2 separate regions of the Pan troglodytes genome follow, and region 2 is linked to region 1. A link is a contact called in public HiChIP or PLAC-seq data. All regions are on one chromosome and are shown on one strand. The core of a region is the stretch at or near the end of the contact, and the rest is flanking DNA. Distances in the headings are between cores, read along the strand shown. Region 1 holds the start of RPS11 (ribosomal protein S11). Region 2 holds the start of NOSIP (nitric oxide synthase interacting protein).

Region 1 (4,632 bases), core at 711-3,210:
GAGACCAGTCTGGGTAATATAGCGAGACCTTGTCCCTACTAAAAATAAAATAAATTAGCTGGGCATGGTGACACATGCCTGTAGTCCCAGCTACTTGCAAGGCTGAGGTGGGAGGACTACCTGAGGCTGGGGAGGTCGAGGCTGCAGTGAGCTATGATTGAGCCACTGTACTCTAGCCTGGGCGACAGAGAGACACCCTAGGGAGTCTCTAAAAATAAATAAAATACCGGCCGGGCGTGGTGGCTCACGCTTGTAATCCCAGCACTTTGGGAGGCCGAGGTGGGCGGATCACGAGGTCAGGAGATCGAGACCAGGGTGAAACCCCGTCTCTACTAAAAATACAAAAAATTAGCCGGGCGTGGTGGCAGGCGCCTGTAGTCCCAGCTACTCGGAGAGGCTGAGGCAGAAGAATGGCGTGAACCCGGGAGGCGGAGCTTGTAGTGAGCCGAGATCGCACCACTGCCCTCCAGCCTGGGTGACAGAGCGAGACTCCGTCTCCAAAAAAAAAAAAAAAAACAAAAAACCGTAATATTCAGCTATAGACTTGTGCTGTTCAACACAGTAGCCTTTAGCCACATGTGGCTATTTAGATATAACACAAAGTTAAACATTTATGTCCTCAGTCATAAAAGCCACATTTCGAGTGCCAGTGACTACCGTGTCCACCAGCGCAGATATAGAAAATTTCCATCACATAAAGTTCTACTAGACGATCCTGTTATCTACAGAAAAACGGCAGAAGGATCGCTCCACGCCAACCCCTGGCACCAATTAAATCATCGTCTGCGGATGAAATGAGGAGAGAGTAGCTTTCTTTTTCTTTTTTTCTTTTTTTTTTTTTTTTTTTTGAGACGGTCTCGCTCCGTCGCCCAGGCTGGAGTGCAGTGGCGCAATGATAGCTCACTGCAGCCACGACCTCCCCAGCTCAAGCGATCCTCCTCCCTCGACCTCCCAAAGTGTTAGGATTACAGGCGAGGCGCACTGCACTCGGCGAGAGTAACTTTCTTTCTTTCTTTCTTTTTTTTTTTTTTTTTTTGAGACGGTTTTGCTGTTGTTGCCCAGCCTGGAGTGCAATGGCGCGATCTCGGCTCACTGCAACCTCCGCCTCCCAGGTTCAAGAGATTCTCCTGCCTCAGCCTCCTGAGTAGCTGGGATTACAGGCATGCGCCACCATGCCCGACTAATTTTGTATTTTTAGTAGAGACGGGGTTTCTCCATGTTGGTCAGGCTGGTCTCGAACTCCTGTCCTCAGGTGATCCGCCCACCTCGGCCTCCCAAAGTGCTGGGATTACAGGCGTGAGCCACCGAGCCCGTTTTTTGTTTGTTTGTTTGTTTTGTTTGATACGGAGTCTTGCTCTGTCGCCCAGGCTGTCTGTCGGCCAGGCTGGAGTGCCATGGCGCGATCTCAGCTCACTGCAACCTTCGCCTCCCAGGTTCAAGCGATTCTCCTGCCTCAGCCTTCCAAGTAGCTGGGATTACAGGGGCCCGCCACCACGCCCGGCTAATTTTTCTATTTTTAGTAGAGACGGGGTTTCACCATGTTGGCCAGGCTGGTGCTGAACCCCTGACCTCAGGTGATCCGCCTGCCTTAGCCTCCCAAAGTGTTGGGATTACAGGCGTGAGCCACCGCGCTAGGCCGAGAGTAACTTTCACTGCACCTCTGAAGTTCGTGGGCAGCTCCTACCCCTAACAAAGATGGCGACGCCGCCACACATGCTCCTAGCACTCCCCGGCCGCCCGCCCTTCAAAAAGATGGCAGCCGCCTCATCCGGTTTGAAGGCTGAACGAACAAAGCCACGCGGTATCCAAATCCCACGGGAGCCTACGCCACGCCGAAACAGGATGGACTCCGTACGACTCTCGCGATAATACGGGCGGGCTGAAGGCTGGTCACATCTTCCCTGCCTAAATAATCGCGCCCGGCGTTGTGGGGCCTAAGACTCTCGCGAGACACCGTCTACCACTTCCCGCCCGTCAGTCCTTCACGGTGCCCGAATCGCCCGCTGGTTTAAGTGCAGCCTGTCAATCAGAGCCGCTCTCGAGGCCCCGCCCAAGGCCGTGCTGCGTTTCTCCTTACGTCACTTCCTCTCCAGCCCCTGCGTAATCGATAAGGAAACCCGGACGCTGCTGCAGCTTTCTTTTTTTCAGGCGGCCGGGAAGATGGCGGACATTCAGGTGCGGGCTCGGGGTTGGATGCCAGGCTACGGGGTCCGCCTTGGCCTTCAGGGGCGCGTCCGGGAGGGCAGAGCCCGGCGGCCAAGTTCGGGGGTTAATTCCGGGCGTCCGTGATTATTTTCTAGAGATTAACTGGAGTGGAGGGCGCTTGCTTTTGTTTCTAGATGAGTGCTTCCTAATTCCTGGGGGCTCCTGGCGTTAATGGAGGCTCCAGCGTTTTAGGACTTACCTTCTTAAAAACCAAGTTTAAGAAGGTTTTTTTGGAGTTCTCCGGTCTTCAGGGGTAATTCTGTGGAAACGGACTCCTAAGGGCTAATCCAGGGAGCCTGCCGTCTGTTATTTAATTCTGAATCCTTATGTACTACATAAGGAGTGAATGCTGGGTGGGCGATCTTGGGTCTTGGAGAATGATCCTCGCTGAAAGGTGTCCAGGGTGTGAGAGGGTTGATCCTGGTTTAGAGGATGAATTTTGCAAGCCCTGAGAGGCCTTCTGGAGTATATCAATTGAAATAACCTCGGGCTTAGATCTGAGTATGAATTACAGGTAAGGTCAGGGTGGTCATGTCTTAGAGGGTGATTCTGGGGCACCAGGCCTTGGACGCCGGCGCTTTGCAAGTAAATGTAGAGCATGGGGTCTGGGAGGTTCTGGGAAGGTCTCTAGGGCTGGTTGGCTGCCGGCTTCAAACTTAGCAGCTCATCAGTTTTCTCCTCATATCTGTAGACTGAGCGTGCCTACCAAAAGCAGCCGACCATCTTTCAAAACAAGAAGAGGGTCCTGCTGGGAGAAACTGGCAAGGAGAAGCTCCCGCGGTACTACAAGAACATCGGTCTGGGCTTCAAGACACCCAAGGAGGTGCGGGGGAACCTCAGAAGAAAGAAGGGGACCGTGGCGTTCCTGCACGTGTGCCCACGACGAGTTGCCCTGCCTGCATCTAAGTGGCTTCTGGGGCTGCTGGGAATTGTAGTTGCTTCCCTGAGGCCACGCCCCTGGCTCTTTTAAGGAACCGCCCGCCCAAGGCTCACTCCTTTATCTTTCCTATCCTTTCAGGCTATTGAGGGCACCTACATTGACAAGAAATGCCCCTTCACTGGTAATGTGTCCATTCGAGGGCGGATCCTCTCTGGTAAGTGCGGGAGTTACTGGTGTCTGGGGCCTGAAATACTGAAAGAAGGGTCTTGGGGCCCAGACTCCTGGGTCCTGGGTGAGAGGGGTGGTTAGGAATGCAAACTTGTAGGTCTAGGTAAATTGGCAGATGATGTCTGTTTTCACGATGGTCTTCAGATGCCCACGTGGGCACTGCTGAGAAAGCCACTTGGTAAAACTGATGCCGGAAATGGGGCTTTTTGGGATCCCAGCTCAGCTGCTTCTGAGTCCCAGCATGCCCTGGGTTACCTGTGGCCCTCTTTCCCATGGGACCTGACCTGTGATCGGCCCCCGCTCCTAGGCGTGGTGACCAAGATGAAGATGCAGAGGACCATTGTCATCCGCCGAGACTATCTGCACTACATCCGCAAGTACAACCGCTTCGAGAAGCGCCACAAGAACATGTCTGTACACCTGTCCCCCTGCTTCAGGTGAGCGCAGTGGCCCATCAGGTTGCTCAGGCCACGCTCTCTCAGCCTTCAGATTCCAGGTCGGACCAATTTAAGGCCAACTGAGGGAGGGAAAGACTGAGGTGGCATCTCTGGGAAGCCCCAGAATCTCAGGATTTGTATATCATATGTTCTTCAGAATCAAAGCGTTCTACAGGGTGAATATCTCTACCTGAAATGCTTGGAACCAGATTTTGGAATGTTCTCGCATACATAGATGTTTTGGGGATGTGGCATAGGTCTAAACAAGAAGCTCATTTGTTTCATATACACCTTATTCACATAGCCTGAAAGTAGTCTTACGCAGTGCGTTTTATAATTCTGTGTGTGAAACAAAGTTTGCGTACATTGAACCATTGGAAAGCAAAGGTGTCACGCTGGTATTGAAAAAGTTTCAGATTCTAGCCAGGCACCGTGGCTCAAGCCAGTAATCCCAGCACTGTAGGCGGCTGAGGCAGGAGGATCCCTTGAGCCCAGGAGTTTGAGACCAGCCTGGGCAACATGGCAAAACCCTCTCTCTACAAAAAATACAAGTTTGCCAGGTGTGGTAGCATGTGCCTGTAGTCTCAGGTCCTCAGGCGGCTGGGGTGGGAGGATTGCTTGAGCCCAGAAAGTGGAGGCTGCAGTGAGCCGAGATGGCAGCACTGCTCTCCGGCCTGGGCAACAGAGTAAGACCCTGTCTCTCCCACACACACACAAATTCAGATTTTGCAGCATTTCAGAATTTTTGGATTAGGGTGCTGAACCTGTAATAGGCAGGTGCGTTGGAACCAAAAGGTTAGGATGTTATACCAGATGGGAACCTCAGAAATGTTGGAATTAAACGTTTGTTCATTCCCTCAGCATGTTTCAGTTAGAGCTTAT
Region 2 (5,094 bases), core at 611-3,110, 84 kb after region 1:
GCAATTCTCCTGCCTCAGCCTCCTGAGTAGCTGGGACTACAGGTGCCTGCCATCATGCCCGGCTAAGGGGTTTCACCGTGTTAGCCAGGATGGTCTTGATCTCCTGATCTCATGATCCGCCCGCCTTGGCCTCCCAAAGTGCTGGGATTACAGGTGTGAGCCACTGTGTCTGGCCTATTTTTAAATACTTAAAAAAAAAGAAAGAAAACAGAAGCAGGTAAAATGAGACCACAAAAAAGCAAACGGGACAAATTCAGATGGTGGGATGATCAACTGAACTAGAATTAGTTTCTTCAATGAATCGATTACACCAAGAAACAACCAAAGTGGAGTGGAAGGGGGAACAGTTCTAAATTAAGAGAGATGTAAAAGACGATAGCAATTACTTAACTATATCCTGATTCCAACAAACCCACAGTTACACTGGACTTGACTCTGCACCATGTAATGGATAGTAGTCTAGCATTACGGTTGTTCTTTTAAAGTGTGATGATGGTATTGTGGTCATATCAGCAATGTTTCTGGTTTTTACACACGCACCCTGTTAGATAAAATTTATAGAAGGTCATTGGTTTGGATTGAGCTCCTGCACTAGGTTCAACAGACCAAACCAAAATGGAGACACTCATGCTAAAGTTCCATGCTTCCAAGCCAAAACTAAGTTGATATCTGATCTTCTGAGATATCAGGAGAGAGATAATAGCCAAATCCCCAAACAACCCAGTTTTAGCCCACCTGATAAAGGAAGTCCCCTCTACTTTAACCTTTAACTTAGAAATTTAATCAAGTTAATCAATTTAATCAACTAGCTTTTTGTTTTCCGTTTCTGATTTTCTCAGCCCTTTGTCTCTGAAAACAACCTCTGCTCAGCTCATTGGAACACTCACGCTATTTTCCATAATTAGATGTTGATTGTAGATTCACGAATAAATGCCAATTAAGATCTTCTCACTAAATGTGTTGCAATTTTGTCTTTTGACAATCCTTAAGTGTCATGATGCCTACGATTTGTTTTAATCTCTTTAAGTTTAAAAAAATACAGCAAGTATGGCAAAAATAATCATTGGTGATTTGGGTGACAGGAATTCCTGTATTCTTCTCTCACTTTTATATAAGTTTGAACATTTTCATAAGAAAACATTAACATCAAACTGCCTCAAGGACCGTTCAAGCCCCAAGTTCACAGAATTAGCAGCACAATCAGAATGGGAATCCATGACTGCCTGACCCCGAAGCTCCACACAAGAAAACGTGAATCCCTGCACCAACCCCGAGAGGGAAGGGGCTGTCAAAAAGGTGAAGAGAAGGTGGCGATGGATGACTGCACAATCTAGTATCGCCCGCCGTCCCACCATAGTCTGAGAAACTGAGGCCAGGAAAGGAGTTCTCTTTCCTCAACTCCCACTCCTCAGACCCCCAGCAATCCCAGTCCACTCCTTCCCTTGGGACCACCAGCAAATAGCCATCATCTACAGCAGAACTGTAACTCTCAGGAGAACTGGCCGATGCTAGCTACCACTTGACTGAGTTTATAGTGAGAGAGAGAGACAAAGAGAGAGAGAACTGCCCGATGGACGGTTGGCCACCTCCAGCAGAGTGTAGTTCAGCTTCAAACTTGGGGCGCCCGGACAGCTGTATTAATAATGATTGACAGGGAATCGGGAATCCAAAATCTTGCCCCAGTCTCCCTCAAGACCCCAGGCCTCTAGCCCGCAGGAAAGCGATCCCAGCAACACTCTTCCTGCACCGCCTCGAACTCACCTCACTAACGACTCCCAGTCCCTCGGTCGCTTCTTCAACTGTGCCCCGATACCGGAAAGGAGCACTATTTTCCCCCTCCGCTCCGCCCACTTCCGCCCAGCAGAAGGCACCGGAAGTAGAGCTGCCCCTAGTTGCGGAAGTGCCTCGCCTGGCTTGCTCAAGTCCTCTCTTCTCTTTCTCTCTCCGGAAACGTGAGTAGCTAATCGAAAGTTCCGGATACTGAAACTGGTGGGAATATGGGGAACGCTTACTATGTACTAGGCATTTCCCAGGGAGATCGTTTTTTCCTGCATGGTTCCCAGGTTTTGAGTCTCTCCAAGCCCAAATTTAAGGACTAGTCACTTCCCCTAGAGATCGGGAAGCCCACTTTCCCAAATATATCATCCACTTTTCTTGCTGCATCTTTAAACAATTGAGAAGAGACAACTACGCTCCCATTTTACAGACAGAGCCATTGGGAAATTGAAAATCAAAGCCGTTCAAGTCGCTCTCAGGAAACAGGGATTTACTGCGGCACTGCCCAGCTGTCCCAGGGACTAAGGCATATCGTTCCCGCTAGTTTCTAGATACCTAGAGACCTAGGCATTAATTTTTCTAGCTCGGACAGACGAACTCCCAGGGGAGAGCCAGAGCGGGTAGGGGTCGGGAGGGAGGAGGAGGGTCGAATCTAATCCCCCAAGTACCCCATGGTATTCGACACCTTGGCTTCCTCATGGAGCTCTGGCCTTTAAGTCCTTTATCCCAAGGTCCCTTTAAATACTTTGTCCCTTACCTGAGTCCCGCCCAGGGCAGGTAATGGCAAGTTCCGCCCACCTGCCAGAAACCGGGATCAGGCCTGGTTACCGGGAGTGGGGCGCCCCTCCTCCTTATCCCCTCCCCTCTTCCCTGTCCCCCTTCACAGCTGGCTGTAGCTGGCCAAGGAGTTCTCGATTAAAGAGGAAGGGGCAGTGCTCACATTTCTGGGCAGGTAAGTGAATGTCCCTGGAGGAAGAGCCTGGCTTGGGGACCCAGGCATCCTGGCTCCCCGCCCCTCCGAGACCCAGAAGTTTGGGGCTCCTAGGCCCAGGAGTCCAGGGCCCCTGCCCACTTAGGTCCCTAGACTCAATAACATAACTAATCCCCTGCCTCTGCCTCTCTCGTAATCTTTGTTGTCTGTGGGTGGATGTGACAATGAGCACAGAAAGAGGCACAAGTGGAAATTACCAGGAAGGGAAGACTCCAGATCACCAGTGGACATGTTTATAAGCATCTGTGTCAGGTGCTGTAGACACAGTGGGGAAAGAAAGATAAGCTGCCTGCTCCTTGCTTTCTTCTCTGGCGGACACTGCCTTCACTGAAATCCTGGCTCTCACACTTGCACACTGTGTGACCTTCGGCAAGCTATATTACCTCTCTGTGCCTCAGTTTCCTGTTCTCTATACTGGGGATAATAATAGGACTCCTGGTCGGGCGCAGTGGCTCACACCTGTAATCCCAGCACTTTGGGAGGCCGAGGCAGGTGGATCACTTGAGGTCAGGAGTTTGAGACCAGCCTGGCCAACATGGTGAACCCCCATCTCTACTAAAAATACAAAAAATTAGCCAGGCGTGGTGGTGCGCACCTGTAATCTCAACTACCTGGGAGGCTGAGTCAGGAGAATCGCTTGAACCCAGGAGGCAGAGGTCACAGTGAGCTGAGATAGCGCCACTGCACTCCAGCCTGGGTGACAGAGCGAGACTCTGTCTAAAAAACAAAACAAAACAAAACAAAAAAAAAACTCCTGTGAAAAGTTTTGTTTTGTTTTGTTTTTGACATGGAATCTCGCTCTGTCACCCAGGCTGGAGTGCAGTGGCACAGTCTCGGCTCACTGCAACCTCTGCCTCCCCTTTCAAGTGATTATTCTGGCTCAGCCTCCCAAGTAGTTGGGATTACAGGCGCCCACAACCACGCTTGGCTAATTTTTGTATGACTCCTGTGAAAAGTAAAATGAGTTGAGGCCGGGCACAGTGGCTCACGCCTGTAATCCCAGCACTAGCACTTTGGGAGGCTGAGGCAGGCAGATCACTTGAGGTCAGGAGTTCAAGACCAGCCTGGCCAACATGGTGAAACCCCATCTCTACTAAAAATATGAAAATTCACTTTGGGAGGCTGAGGCGGGCGGATCACGAGGTCAGGAGATCGAGACCATCCTGACTAACACAGTGAAACCCCATCTCTACTAAAAATACAAAAAAATTAGCCGGGCATGGTGGCCGGCACCTGTAGTCCCAGCTACTCGGGAGGCTGAGGCAGGAGAATGGCATGAACCTGGGGGGTGGAGTGTGCAGTGAGCGGAGATCGCACCACTGCACTCTAGCCTGGGTGACAGAGCGAGACTCTGTCTCAAAAAAAAAAGATTAGCGGGTGTGGTGGCGCATGCCTGTAATCCCAGCTACTTGGTAGGCTGAGGCACGAGAATCGCTTGAACCCAGGACACAGAGGTTGCAGTTAGCTGAGACTGTGCCACTGCACTCCAGCCTGGCTGACAGAGCGAGACTCCATGTCAAAAAAAAAAAAAAGTAAAATGAGTTTATATAGGTAAACAGTATCTGGCACAGAATACAGGCTGTGTAAGTGGCTGCTATTATTGCCATTCGTGGACCACAGAGGCCAGTCAGAGAGGCACTGCCTCATTACCCAGGGACTAAGGCCCTTGTCAGCTGTAACAAACCTGGTTCTAGGCGTCTGGAAAATATGAGGGGCCACCCCTCTCTGCTGCTGCTATACATGGCATTAACCACCTGCCTGGATACTTCACCCAGTGGGGAGACAGACCAAGGTGAGTGTTTGGGGGAAGTGGTATCCAGACACTTGGCGTTGGCCTCCCCCTGACTCAGGAATGTCTCTAGTCCCTCCTCTTCCAGGAGTCCAGGACCCAGCCCCTTCCTCCTTCAGACCCAGGAGTCTGGATTCCCAGCCCCTGCTCCTTCCTCCAGGACCCCACTGCTTTCCATCCCCCTATGACTCCAGCCCTAGGGACCCTCCATTTTTCTGTCCCTCATGTCTTTGGGTCCAGAAGTCTTCCTGGGTCCCCCAGAGGCCCAGAGCTTCCTGAGTAGCCATACCCGGATTCCAAGAGCCAACCACTGGGACCTGGAGCTGCTCACACCAGGGAACCTGGAACGGGAGTGTCTGGAAGAGAGGTGTTCCTGGGAAGAGGCCAGGGAGTATTTTGAGGACAACACTCTCACGGTGAGGGCCTCGAGACCCTGGAGTTTCGGGCCCTCTCTCTTCTCTATACCTGTGGGGAGGTTGCAGGGGTAGGTTCTGGCCTTCAGCTCCCTCCTCCTTGGTGTCTCAGAAATCAGGATGGG

The links. HiChIP or PLAC-seq counts read pairs in DNA pulled down with a chosen protein or histone mark.
Region 2: an H3K4me3 HiChIP or PLAC-seq map of stem cell-derived excitatory neurons shows a contact between it and region 1, with 3 times the contacts expected there. The contact joins the promoter of NOSIP here to the promoter of RPS11 in region 1. A contact is called at or near these places in 1 of 7 Hi-C or Micro-C datasets (induced pluripotent stem cells), 1 of 1 datasets of contacts at active chromatin or transcription factors (stem cell-derived excitatory neurons) and 1 of 1 other capture datasets (stem cell-derived neural stem cells).

Annotation. Positions count from the first base shown.
Region 1 is chr20:52,447,280-52,451,911 of NHGRI_mPanTro3-v2.0_pri, forward strand. It overlaps RPS11 (ribosomal protein S11), which reads left to right and starts at 1,961. Exons shown (of 5, transcript XM_001173045.7): 1 at 1,961-2,175; 2 at 2,897-3,028; 3 at 3,224-3,299; 4 at 3,621-3,750. The coding sequence starts at 2,161. LOC112206491 (small nucleolar RNA SNORD35) reads left to right here and starts at 3,424; the gene lies at 3,424-3,510.
Region 2 is chr20:52,530,923-52,536,016 of NHGRI_mPanTro3-v2.0_pri, forward strand. NOSIP (nitric oxide synthase interacting protein) reads right to left here and starts at 1,861. Exons shown (of 9, transcript XM_016936553.3): 1 at 1,762-1,861. It overlaps PRRG2 (proline rich and Gla domain 2), which reads left to right and starts at 1,879. Exons shown (of 8, transcript XM_003953565.6): 1 at 1,879-1,952; 2 at 2,663-2,728; 3 at 4,462-4,559; 4 at 4,797-4,972. The coding sequence starts at 4,475.